Regions from separate parts of the Hordeum vulgare genome. Here region 1 is linked to region 2. A link is a contact called in public Hi-C data. All regions are on one chromosome and are shown on one strand. The core of a region is the stretch at or near the end of the contact, and the rest is flanking DNA. Distances in the headings are between cores, read along the strand shown. Region 1 holds the start of LOC123447593 (peroxidase 2-like). Region 2 holds the start of LOC123450047 (protein IN CHLOROPLAST ATPASE BIOGENESIS, chloroplastic-like).

What was found. A called contact is a pair of places that touch in the nucleus more often than the background predicts.
Region 1: a Hi-C map of leaf shows a contact between it and region 2, with 3 times the contacts expected there. The contact joins the promoter of LOC123447593 here to the promoter of LOC123450047 in region 2. A contact is called at or near these places in 2 of 6 Hi-C or Micro-C datasets (leaf and seedling).

The regions. Positions count from the first base shown.
Region 1 is chr4H:607,716,776-607,722,017 of MorexV3_pseudomolecules_assembly, forward strand. It overlaps LOC123447593 (peroxidase 2-like), which reads left to right and starts at 2,600. Exons shown (of 3, transcript XM_045124203.1): 1 at 2,600-2,853; 2 at 2,964-3,140; 3 at 3,263-4,060. The coding sequence starts at 2,653. The coding sequence ends at 3,826.
Region 2 is chr4H:607,494,755-607,500,889 of MorexV3_pseudomolecules_assembly, forward strand. It overlaps LOC123450047 (protein IN CHLOROPLAST ATPASE BIOGENESIS, chloroplastic-like), which reads left to right and starts at 1,693. Exons shown (of 11, transcript XM_045127445.1): 1 at 1,693-1,934; 2 at 2,219-2,302; 3 at 2,617-2,691; 4 at 2,788-2,830; 5 at 2,932-2,989; 6 at 3,085-3,270; 7 at 3,342-3,404; 8 at 3,487-3,578; 9 at 4,096-4,177; 10 at 4,285-4,395; 11 at 4,483-4,887. The coding sequence starts at 1,799. The coding sequence ends at 4,623. It overlaps LOC123450045 (protein WEAK CHLOROPLAST MOVEMENT UNDER BLUE LIGHT 1-like), which reads right to left and starts at 1,453. Exons shown (of 2, transcript XM_045127443.1): 1 at 902-1,453; 2 at 1-800. The coding sequence starts at 1,204.

The DNA of each region.
Region 1 (5,242 bases), core at 1,350-3,849, 220 kb after region 2:
ATGCAACTGGTACATAGATCCTTGATGGCGAAGAAGCGTATGTCGTGTACATAGGGAAGGTTTCAGGAGTGTACGATGAAGGGTCCGAGTGTCAGGCTCAAGTGGATGGGTTCTCGGGCACCAGCCATAAACGGTTCGATAGCAGACAAGAAGCAAAAGATAGTTATTTGAGGTGGACGCTAGCGCGAGAGAGGAACCAGAACCGTCGCCTCATGTATTGCATAGTTCCGCTCTCACTCATAGTGATAGCTCTTCCCTTTTACATCATTGTTTACATGGATGACGATGTAGTTGCAAGTATTCGAGACATGTCAAAACTTGTATCGCTATTTTGAGATGATGATGGGAGGCATCATTTGTGTTGGATGATTATGATGATGACATGATTTTATGAGACTATTTGTATGTGTATGATTAGATTAGATTTGTATGTGTATGATTAAATTTTATGAGACTATTGTATACAAGCTGTTCAAATACAATAAAGAAACGAACAACATAAAAACTAATCAGAAAATAATAACGATAGCACGGGTCAGGCTTTAGCAGGAGCGAGCTTTTATCAGTAGCGCTCATCAAGTGGCCGCCCTGCAGCTATTATCAATAGCACGATTTCATTATCCACGCTACTTCTATCTACATATACCAGTAGCGCGGGGCAACCCACACTACTGCTAAAAGTTAGCTGTTGCGAGCTAGCAGTAGCACGACACCCCTGCTACTACTAGGGTTTCTCATAGTAGTGAGTAGGAAACCTCCAATAGGGAGAGCAAGACCCTCGAAGTTCATCTTGACCTCTACAACGCCGTCATGGAGCAAGATGGCTTTAGCGATGAGGCTCTCATGGCAACTTTGAGCCACCTGTTGGACAACAAGGCCCAGGGTGTTGGGTTTGTTGCCATGGCACACTCTCATTGGATGTTCTGGCAAAGGAGCTGGTTGGCCAAGCACTACTACTAGCGCTTGCTGCTGGTTACCGCATGCATGATCCTGGGTGGCGATGGCGACATCGATGATGATGACGACGCATATTTTATGTAGCTAGGGCTTGAAAACTGTTTGATGGTCTGTATATTTTTTTGAGGTGGTATATACTAACCCCTCATGATGATCGTGAACTTGCGGTGGTAGGATGACATCCTCTTTTGGATGTGATGGTAGGATGACACCCGAGTAGTGCTAGGTTTGAACTTGCTATATGCCATTTGATCATGCATGCTTACTACTTCTGCTACATTGCTTGCTCCTTGATTGTTCGTTTGCTTGTTGCTTCAGCTGCTGCTCTTGTGCACCGCTAGGACAAATGGTATGTGGTATTCGTCAAAAGGTATCTGGGGTTTAATTTGCAGTTTACGGGAAGATTGCAGTGTGCAAGTTGCTTTTGTCAGCAACGACGGCCATAGAGGGTTTAAGACTAGTCGGACGTCGGAAGAAGTTTACGCCAACCATATGTGAAAGCACATTGTTGGTATCGTTGAAGTTGGTCGCCACGCCTTGCGGTGAAGAAGTTCTTTTTTCTCATCTAGGCCTTGTTGAGCGAGACTCCACGAACCAGACTCGCGCGGAAAGACAACCAAACACGTCCTAAATATATTTCCATCCACAGTTACTTGTAGAATCATCTCTTGTAGCTAATTAGCTATTTCATTCGGACGTCGGGTAACCATGTCATATCGTAGAGATCATAGGATACATCTAATGCAGAATGACACTTATGTAATCGGGGTCTAAGACGTTGAAACGATCGTGGATATTCGATTACAGGTCTGATGTGCCCGTACGCTATATGTGTGGTATATGCACCCGTGCACGCACGACCCATTGTACATTATGCAGCACTTGGTCAAATAATATAGACAAGTTCTTTTCTTCTGAAAAAATAATATAGAGAAATTGACTATTTCTTTAAACACAGTACAAACATTGATGTTCATATATATGTATAAACACTAACCCCTAGGAATATACGCACACCCATCTTACTTCTACGAGCACCTTTGAAAGACTGAACCCACACATTATATTGAGATTGATGAAGTCGCCATAAACGTCTTTGTAATCGATGGAAACGACTCTCCTCCCACTGAATGTTGCTGAAAGTCTTGAAATAAATTTAGAAAAATGCGAGCACCATTGTCAAGTCTGAGACTTAAATCATAATGACTGAGGATATCATTGTCCTTCTAACTATGCAACTAGAGTTTGGTTGGCATATAAAGAAGTTGACTTGGAAGAAAGCTATTTCTTAAAATAATATGGAATATTTTTTCCCTTGAAAAAAAAACGAATATGTAGTTTTTGAATTTCATTGACTTGAATGAAGTCTATGCATGATACATCGATCCACGCACGTAAGTGTACGACTTAGCAAAACATGTCTACTTGCTAGTGATATAATACCGACGTTAACTCCCTGCAAAATCATTCTTCAACAGCTGCTGGTTAACTACTCTAATTAATTCGACTCTATGCATAATAGTACATCCGTGCACGATGTAGATCAAACAGCTAGCAGTAGATGGACGACCACAAAAATCCTAGAAATGGCTATATATATATATCTGCATGGAATGCAGGCCATTACATCAGCATCCACCACAAAAGCTAGCTAGCTCTCCTATAGCGACCAGCAGGCAGGTAGAGGTAGTTGTCATGGCATCTTCATCTCTATCAGTGGTGCTGCTCCTGTGCCTGGCCGCGGCGGCGTCGGCGCAGATATCCCCGACGTTCTACGACGCGTCGTGCCCGGTGGCGCTGGCCACCATCAAGAGCGGCGTGGCGGCCGCCGTGAGCAGTGACCCCCGCATGGCCGCGTCGCTGCTCCGGCTGCACTTCCACGACTGCTTCGTCCAAGCAAGTTCTTCACACTTGCCATTGTTTAGATCCGTTTCATTTGCTCAACACCATTGGTTAACCGTGCGTGCGTGCGTGCATGTTGCTTGGCTACATATGTAAACGTGCAGGGCTGTGACGCGTCCGTTCTGCTGGCTGGCAACGAGCGGAACGCATTCGGGAACGTGGGATCGCTGCGGGGCTTCGACGTCATCGAAAAAATCAAGTCGGATGTGGAGCGCGCGTGCAAGCGCGTCGTCTCCTGCGCCGACATCCTCGCCGTCGCCGCCCGCGATTCCGTCGTCGCGGTAAGAGTTTAGACGATCATCTTCGATTCCATCACCTCAGCTTATTGATTTGCTCGCATGCATGCATCACCTCAATCCATTATTTGGTTTTACATTCCCGCCGGTGTGCATGCACTATGCAGGTGGGAGGGCCGTCGTGGACGGTGTCGCTGGGGAGGAGGGACTCTGACACGGCTAGCGAGACACTGGCCAACCGCGACCTGCCTCCGCCATCGCTCGGCGTCGCCGACCTCAACACCCGCTTCGCCGCCAAGGGGCTCAACCTCACCGACATGGTCGCCCTCTCCGGCGCGCACACCATCGGCCGGGCGCAGTGCCGGAACTTCAGGAGCAGGCTCTACAACGAGGCCAACATCGACCCGGACTTCGCGACGGCGCGCATGGCCACCTGCCCTCAGCCCCTCGGCTCCGGCGACGGCAACCTGGCCCCGCTGGACGCCACCACCCCGGACACCTTCAACAACGATTACTTCGTCAACCTCAAGCTCAATAAGGGGCTCCTGCACTCCGACCAGGTGTTGTACGCCGTTGCCGGCGGTGCCACCGAAGAAATCATCGACGGCTTCGCATCTAACCCGGACGCGTTCAGCAATGCCTTCGCCGCGGCCATGGTGAAGATGGGGAACATCAGCCCCTTGATTTTCCCACAGGGTCTCATCAGGCGCACCTGCTCCAAGACGACCTAAGAACATATAGCCTCCACGCCATGCATCAACCTGCAGCTTTGAGATTTGAATTAACCACATTTTTTCTCCACAAAATGAGCCATCTAATATGTGTCTTCAGCGCCTTGTACTGCCACGTACTCCATTATTTGTTGCCTTCTCTGTATCCATTTTCACCTTTTGGGGATCTCAACATTCTTCTATTAATTTGTTTCTCGTCTGTTCTACAATCACTAAAGGTTCGCTTCAGTTTCACATTTTTCACATGTTTCATATCGGTTTCAACAAAGTTGTACACACTCTTTGTGATTTTTTGAAGGAACGGGTTCGTTCTTTCATTTGATTAGATCGGAATTAAGAGTTTAATCAAAATTCTATATAACCATATAAACCGAAGCAAACCGCTATCAGTGTACAAGCAAAGGAAACTAGGAAAATTAAGTGAGAGCGAGCTGGAGCATGCAGTTGCCGGGAATCCTGCTTCAGGTGGTCGGAATCGAAGTCACCTATTAGAGGGCAAAAAACCTGCTGGCACCACTACTACAATTCAGAAGAAGCGCAGCATAACCGCAACCACACAACGACATGAAACTACAGATCAAGGGCTTCAGATCAACTCCAGAAGTTTGGTACAGCCGGCCACCAAAAGCATCAGGTCTCTACATGACATCGCTTCCGAAAGAAGTCCTCGGGTATCGATAAGCCGCCCGTCACCCTTCCAGGCACCTGTCAGTTTCCGCACGCAGCGGCGCCATTTCGTGAGCAAGCGTAGAAGCTTCATCCATCACAACGCGAATGCCTTGCTTGACAGCAGCGCCCATCTCTTGCTTCATAAGCCCTGTCCAATATGAAAAAAAAGAACAAGCGGTAAAAATAACCTCAAGCGGAGTTCACATCACATATGATGCTTGAAATAACCTCAATCTCTGTAAACATGTGTTATGATTATTAGGAGAACCTGTATGATGTAAATATGTTCTTATAAATAGAAATTATGGCTGTCAGATAAATATGTATTTATATACTTTCTTAAAGTAACTTAACTAGTGATTTAAAACATAGAAAATGCATGTTCTAGTTAAAAGCCCTGATTCAAAATGATAAGTGTTATATTGATTGTAGTGGGCTGTGCTTGGGCTGGCCTGGCCCGAAGGTAGCATGATGGGCCATTGGGTCATGGTTGGGCCTCCCCTTGGCATGGCAGCATAACATGGCAAGTAAATTGGGCTTGGCTGGCCCACTTTCCGGTGGTCGAAAATACGATGGGTACGGTGCGGGCTGACACGACATTCCTCAAGTCCTAGATTTAATACCGCTACAATACATCACACTGACCAACCAGACGCCGACACATGCCGTCGGCTCCGTTGCGTGTGCCTTTACTACTGTGTTGGCCTAAGTTATATCATATGTTTTCCCTCACATTATATAAGAGGC
Region 2 (6,135 bases), core at 443-2,942:
CCCTTCACCTCCTCGAGCTCTTTCTTCGCGCTGTCCAGCATCACCGGCGTGCTTCTCGCCGTCGGGGTCTGTTTATCCTCCTCCTCGCTGGCCCCTTCGACCGCGCGTGCGAACAGCTCGGCTCTGAGGTTCGCGAGATGCTCGGAAGCCGCGGACACCTTGGACTGGAGGTCGCCGGCCGCGACCAGCTCATCCCTCAACCTCCGCACCTCCATCTCACCCTGCTCCAGCTCGTTCTGCAACCGCAGCTTCTCCTCTCGCCACGCCAGCGCCAGCCTCATCCTCCTCTCCTCCGCCGTGTCGTGGGTGGCACGGGCTGACTCCAGCTCGGCCATGAGCACGTCGAGCTCTGCGGTGGCCTCCCGCAGGGCCTCGCCGACCTGCACCGCCTCGCCAGCAGTGACCCGCACACGCGCCGCCGCGGCGCTGGCCTCCTCCGCGACGGCGTCCCGCTCCTTCTTGAGCGTGCCCAGCTCGGCCCTGGTGGCGCGCAGGTCGGCTAGCGCGGCAGCGTGGCGGTCCCGGAGGGATTCGAGCTCGGCCTTGGCCGCCGCCCGCTCCCGGGCGCCCTTCTCCAGCTTGCGCAGGCGGAGCTTGGCGAGCTCCGAGTCCTTGCGCGCCTGCGCCTCGGCGATCTGCGCGCGCTTGACGGTGAGCCAGAGGTCGTCGATCTCGCCGGTGGCGCCCATGAGGTCCTGCTGCGCCTCCGCCCTGCCGGCGTCCGCCTCCCGCGTCCGGCGCTGGTACTCCGCGGCCTCCGCCTGCACCCCGCCGAGCTCCTCCTCGACCTGCTGCCGCCGCTGCATTAACAAACGAACGAACCAGAGCAAACCGTCAGACAGACAGACAGGCAGTAGTATAGAGACAGAGACACGAATGACGGACAGACGGACGGACGGACCTCTCTCCAGTCGAGGATGCCGCCGAACTTGCTGACGGCGCCGCGGACGGAGTCGATGGGCGCGGCGGTGTCGACGCGGTGCGCCTTGCCGTCGATGACCCGGACGAAGCGGTCGGCGATATCCGACGCCATGTACGTCCCCGGGCCGTGCTCTCCGTCGTCGTCGTCGTCATCGTCGTCGTCGTCCTGGTGGTGGGTGTCGAAGAAGTCGGCGTCCTCGGAGCTGGCGTGGGACATGGACGCCGGCGCGGGGGCCGGGCGGCTGCTGCTGGTGGCGGGGCCTTCCATGCTAGCCTCCTCCATCCCGCAGCATAGGTGTAGGACGTCGAGGAAGCACCTCCTGACCGCGCCCACGCTCCCAGGTTCCTGCAAGCAATGCCGGTGGGAATCGAAGCGGAGACGGCGGGCCAGCAATCCATCTTAGAGGAAAAAAACTGGAAGCCACGTTAATGAGTCACCTGGATTGCTGCCTTGATCGTTCCTATTGAGCTGTCGAGCACGTGGACGGGGGAGGGGTAGGCTCCGCCGCTCCGGTCTGGTCGTTGCGGGTGGGAGGGGGAGGGGGAGGGGGGGGTGGGTGGGAGGAAGGAGGAGAGTGTGGCCGGGAGGCGATGGCGCGCGCGAGCCGCGGAGCCTCTCCTGGAGGCTGGCGCTGCACGCGCGGATTGGTTTTTTTTTCTTCTTCTTTTTGTTTTGGAAAATCTGGAAATCCTGGGCCGGAATTCGCCAGCCATTGGATGGATATCTCCGCTGGCTCATGGGCCGTGGTCCCCGTCTCGTTGGATCGGGACAGCTTTGTTTGTTTGGCCCAATCGAAGCCTCGTGTCGCCGCGGAGTCCATCCACAGCCCCCTCAGCAGCCATCCCCGCCCGCACACCCACCACCGCCGGCGGCGAGATGAGGCCCGCGGCGGCAGCGGCCGCGTCCGTGCTGCAAGCGCCACGGCGAGCGCTCGGAGGGGCGTCGTTCGTCGCCGCGCGCTGTGGCTCCTCCTCCTCCTCTTCGGTCGCCGCCGCCGCCGCCACCGCGTACGGTGAGGACTCTCTAGACTTAGTTCGTGACCCAGATGGCGCTGACAAAGACCAAGCGTAGATGATTATTAATTGATGGGTTATTGGATTTGGGGAGCCGGCTGAATCCACGGTGCTGTAAACTTTTAGGCTGTTTGAGCAGAATCCACTGAAGCAGTAGCTTAATGCACCACATTCGTTCCTATATAGTATGCTGCTACGCCGTGTGCATTATCCACTTAGTCGTTCTGCACTTTTCCTTTTGCTACCACAAGGTTTCTGATGGCTCTCCTGCTGGAACTTGCAGATCATGTGTCGTTCGTCAAGGAAATCGCTGTCACCGATCCCCCGGAGCATCTTAACTCTTTGTTGAATGTGCTTCAGGCACGAGGTACTACATCACATTATCTCAGTAACATTTTTCATTTCCATGGATTCTTCATTCATGGCAACAAACCCTTTGTCATGCTATTCGAAATCATCTGTTATGGGCGTAAGGCTTACTGATTCAGTTTCAGCAGCGACAACAACTGCCTTCTCATTTTCTTTGTTAATCTAGTTGTATAACTTTCGATTTCAGTCCTGCATAAGGTGGTTCCTAATCAGAAACTTAGAATACCACCGGGTAGAGAAAGTATACTGCTAATATTATAGCTCCTGGGCTCTCTCGACCTTGTTGTTCAAAATACATTTGGAACTTGGCAGGTGAAAAGATAGTTTCTCCTGGAGCTAAGAGAGGGCTCATTCCACTTGTTGTTCCCCTGTCAGAAAGCCCGCAAGGTTTGGATGTGTTCTACACTGAATTATTCACCTGAAAGTGATTACGAACATCATGATTGTAAGCTCAAAGGCCTGACGATATTAGTCAGAATGCAGGTAACTTGACATCCCTACTGAGATGGCCAACTGCTCCAAGTGGGTTAGTTGCCCCTGCATATACTGTTATATATTTTTATTGTTTTCACATTTGGGACTAGTATTTAAATAGTAGGCATATGTATACATCTGCTTGTCCTTCAGGATGGAGATGCCTGTAGTGGAAGTGCGTAACCATGGGCTATGGCTTTTGGCTAAAAACGTAAGTCTATATTGCTATGTGTTTATAATGTTTTAATTTACAACATGTGCACATGCAATCCATTTTTGTTTACAATTTCTACTCGTATTTATCAGGTCAACCAATATATTCATAGAATACTTGTCGAGGCTGATAGCAGGGCTGATAGTGGTGATGATTTATGGTCTGCTGTTCGAGAAGATTTATGGTCTGCTGTAGGGGAAGCTGGTGCAAACATTTACAAAAGAGGTGATTTCAAAGAATCGCAGATGGCAGATCTTGATGTCTATTTGTTGAAGAAGGTTGAGAAATACACCTCAGTTTGTAACTACTGAGTTTGAGGACAAGTGTCTTTACTGATATCTTGCTGTAGGTTGGACTCTTTCCGGATATTCTAGAAAGGAAAGCATCACGCCACCTAGAAAAAGGAGATCATGTAAAACTCTTTCCTTCTCCCGATATATATTAGTAATGTTTATCCAACGAGATTTAAATTGTACATTGTGTTTGCCCTTCAGGTTTCCGCTCTTATTACTGGAGAATTCTATACTAGAGATCAATTTCCTGGATTTGGAAGACCCTTTGTGTTCAACTCAGAAGTTCAGAAAAGGTACTGATGTGTAATTAGCTGTATAGGTGGGTGACTGATGTTCTATCAATAGACACTCACTGTGTAGTTACACTTTGCATGAGCATAGTGTGCGCTGGTGAATGGTGATCCCTAGCAAACTATGAGTCGAGCAATTCTTTGACATCTTGCTGCTTGGCTGCATCTTCAGTTGTGCTGTATTGGACCGGCTAGAATTCATTTGTAGCAAAATATCTATTGATATAAGATTGCTAATACTTTCAACTGAGTTTTGAATTGAGAATTATCTAGTTCTTGTGTAAAATTCCTAAAAGAACAGTGATCTAAGTAGTTCTCCAAGTGTTGTGGACTAGCAGCACGACACTAACGTTGCGAATAAATAACACAGTAATAACGTGCTAATGTTCGTCAACTGAGCTGGCATACGTGCTGTAAATCGGATAACATTCCATCTATATAATTGTCTGAATAAAATCTGTGGTGTACATGTGAATCGTCGGGGTTCCTAATTTTGCTTCTTGTGTGGTTTTGTTTTCAGAGTTGGACGTACATCTGAGGCCAAAGAGTCAGCTCGAGTGGCTCTGAAGTCACCATGGTGGACACTGGGCTGTAGATATGAAGTATGGTTTCCCCCTGTTACCTCCTCCCCTTCACTTCCTTGCTTCTATGCCTCAGCCGAGCGACCTTTGACCCATTTTTGTTCATTTTCATCATTCCTGTGTAACAGGAGGCAGCTGAATTAGCTGGGTGGGAGGATGAGCAGATCGAGTTCATAAGAGAGAAGGTATCCGAGGAGGGCAAACAAGACGATCTGAAGAAAGGAAAAGCACCAGAGCAGGTCTGTAACTACAAACCGTCTACCATTCCATCATCGACGCCCAGTTGCTTCCCTGCACCTTGTCACATGAGCTTCTCAAACATGCAGGTGGTCCTTGACGAGGCGGCGTTTCTTATGGATCTAGCAACAGTTGACGGCAACTGGGACGAAGTCGTGGATCGGATCGCCGATTGCTACAGAGAGGCTGGGATCCACGACATTGCGAAGTTCATCGCTTACAGGGAGTAGAACACCTGCAGTTGTTCGTGTTCCCTACAAGCATGATGCTGCTCCGAGGAATTTTACGGCACTCGGCTTCGGAGTTTGGACTGAGAAGTGTAGTGTAGGTTTAGCTTTTATGGGCAAGAAGAAACTATTCCAGAGTGGATCTTGGCGTATCTTTGTGGTCACGTCGCACGAGCGAAAATAATGTCCAGTTATTCAATTTCTTTTTGCCATCTATGTGTGTATTCATGATTAATAATATACGAAATAAACCTCAAATTGTTGCAACATTTGGTTATTTGGTCAACCAAGTTTCAAACATGTCGAATCTGGACATGGTGGTAACATGGCATATCAATTCGACATTTGAGCTCCTGATTTGGATATTGGCAAATATTATCTAGCTATGTACTCAACTAACCTATGATTGTAGCTGTCCGCTCTGACGAAAATCTGGATAATTCTGTTAGATATAGAAGAACCTATGGGGTGAAGACCAGCAAGATGAGCAGCCAGAAGAAGTTATCCCAGAGGCTCCTCAGATGCCACCAGCTTTGAAAGAGAAGAAGTGGGGCCCTGTCCAAGCTACTAGGCAGAGCACAAGATTTGACTGCAAGGGGAAGACCATGATAGAGCTGGCCCAAGAGAACAAGAAGGTGAAAAATCTTGAGATCTCTAAGCCTGCAGTTACCAACCATAACTACCTCTTTACTGCATAATGATAAATTTCATTTCATTTTGTTACTCACACTGTAGGAGTAGATATTTCTGATGTTCTAGCTGAACACTCTCTAGTTGATTTAACTCCTGTAGATAACAGTTTAGAACCTTTGAGCCTGGAGATATGACTGATGATCTCCTGTCTCCCACTAGTCATGTAAATAACAAGTTTATTAGTGCTAACGATGAGTCTCAGTTTCATGATTAGGCTGATGATTTGCTTATTACCGAGGACCTTTGGTACAGGGTCTGTAATCAGAGGCGGACAAGCATCCCAGGAAAAAATGTTAACATGAATAGTATCTTCTGGAATATTAGAGGGATTTTTGCCCCCGGTAGAAAAGCTCTCGTTATAGATACTTCTAAGAAAGTGCATCCTTCTATTGTAGACTTTCAGCGGACAAAGAAATACATAAATTTCATAGCATACTTATCTGTTGGTGGCCAACACAGAGCACAACTCCTTAAAAAAAAGGCCATGGCCACTGCCTCTGCTTTTTTTTACTTTCAGTTTCCTTTTTAGGGCCTCTTTGTTTTGAAGGATTTCGTAGGAATTTCGGGGGATTTGAACCCTAAGGATTTTTCCATATGGAAGCTCCGTAGATCATATATAGGAATGTGGTTACCGAATTCCTATGGAATCCATACCTATACCCCTCATTCAAAGTTTGAGAGTAAGCATTACATAATCTCCAAGATTTTTTTTTTAAGGAATAGATTACCAGTTTTTCCTTACCACACGGAGTCCTATTGAAACCAAGAAATATAGGCCTGCTTGCCATCCACACCAGAATAGATAGAGTTTTCCGAAGAAAC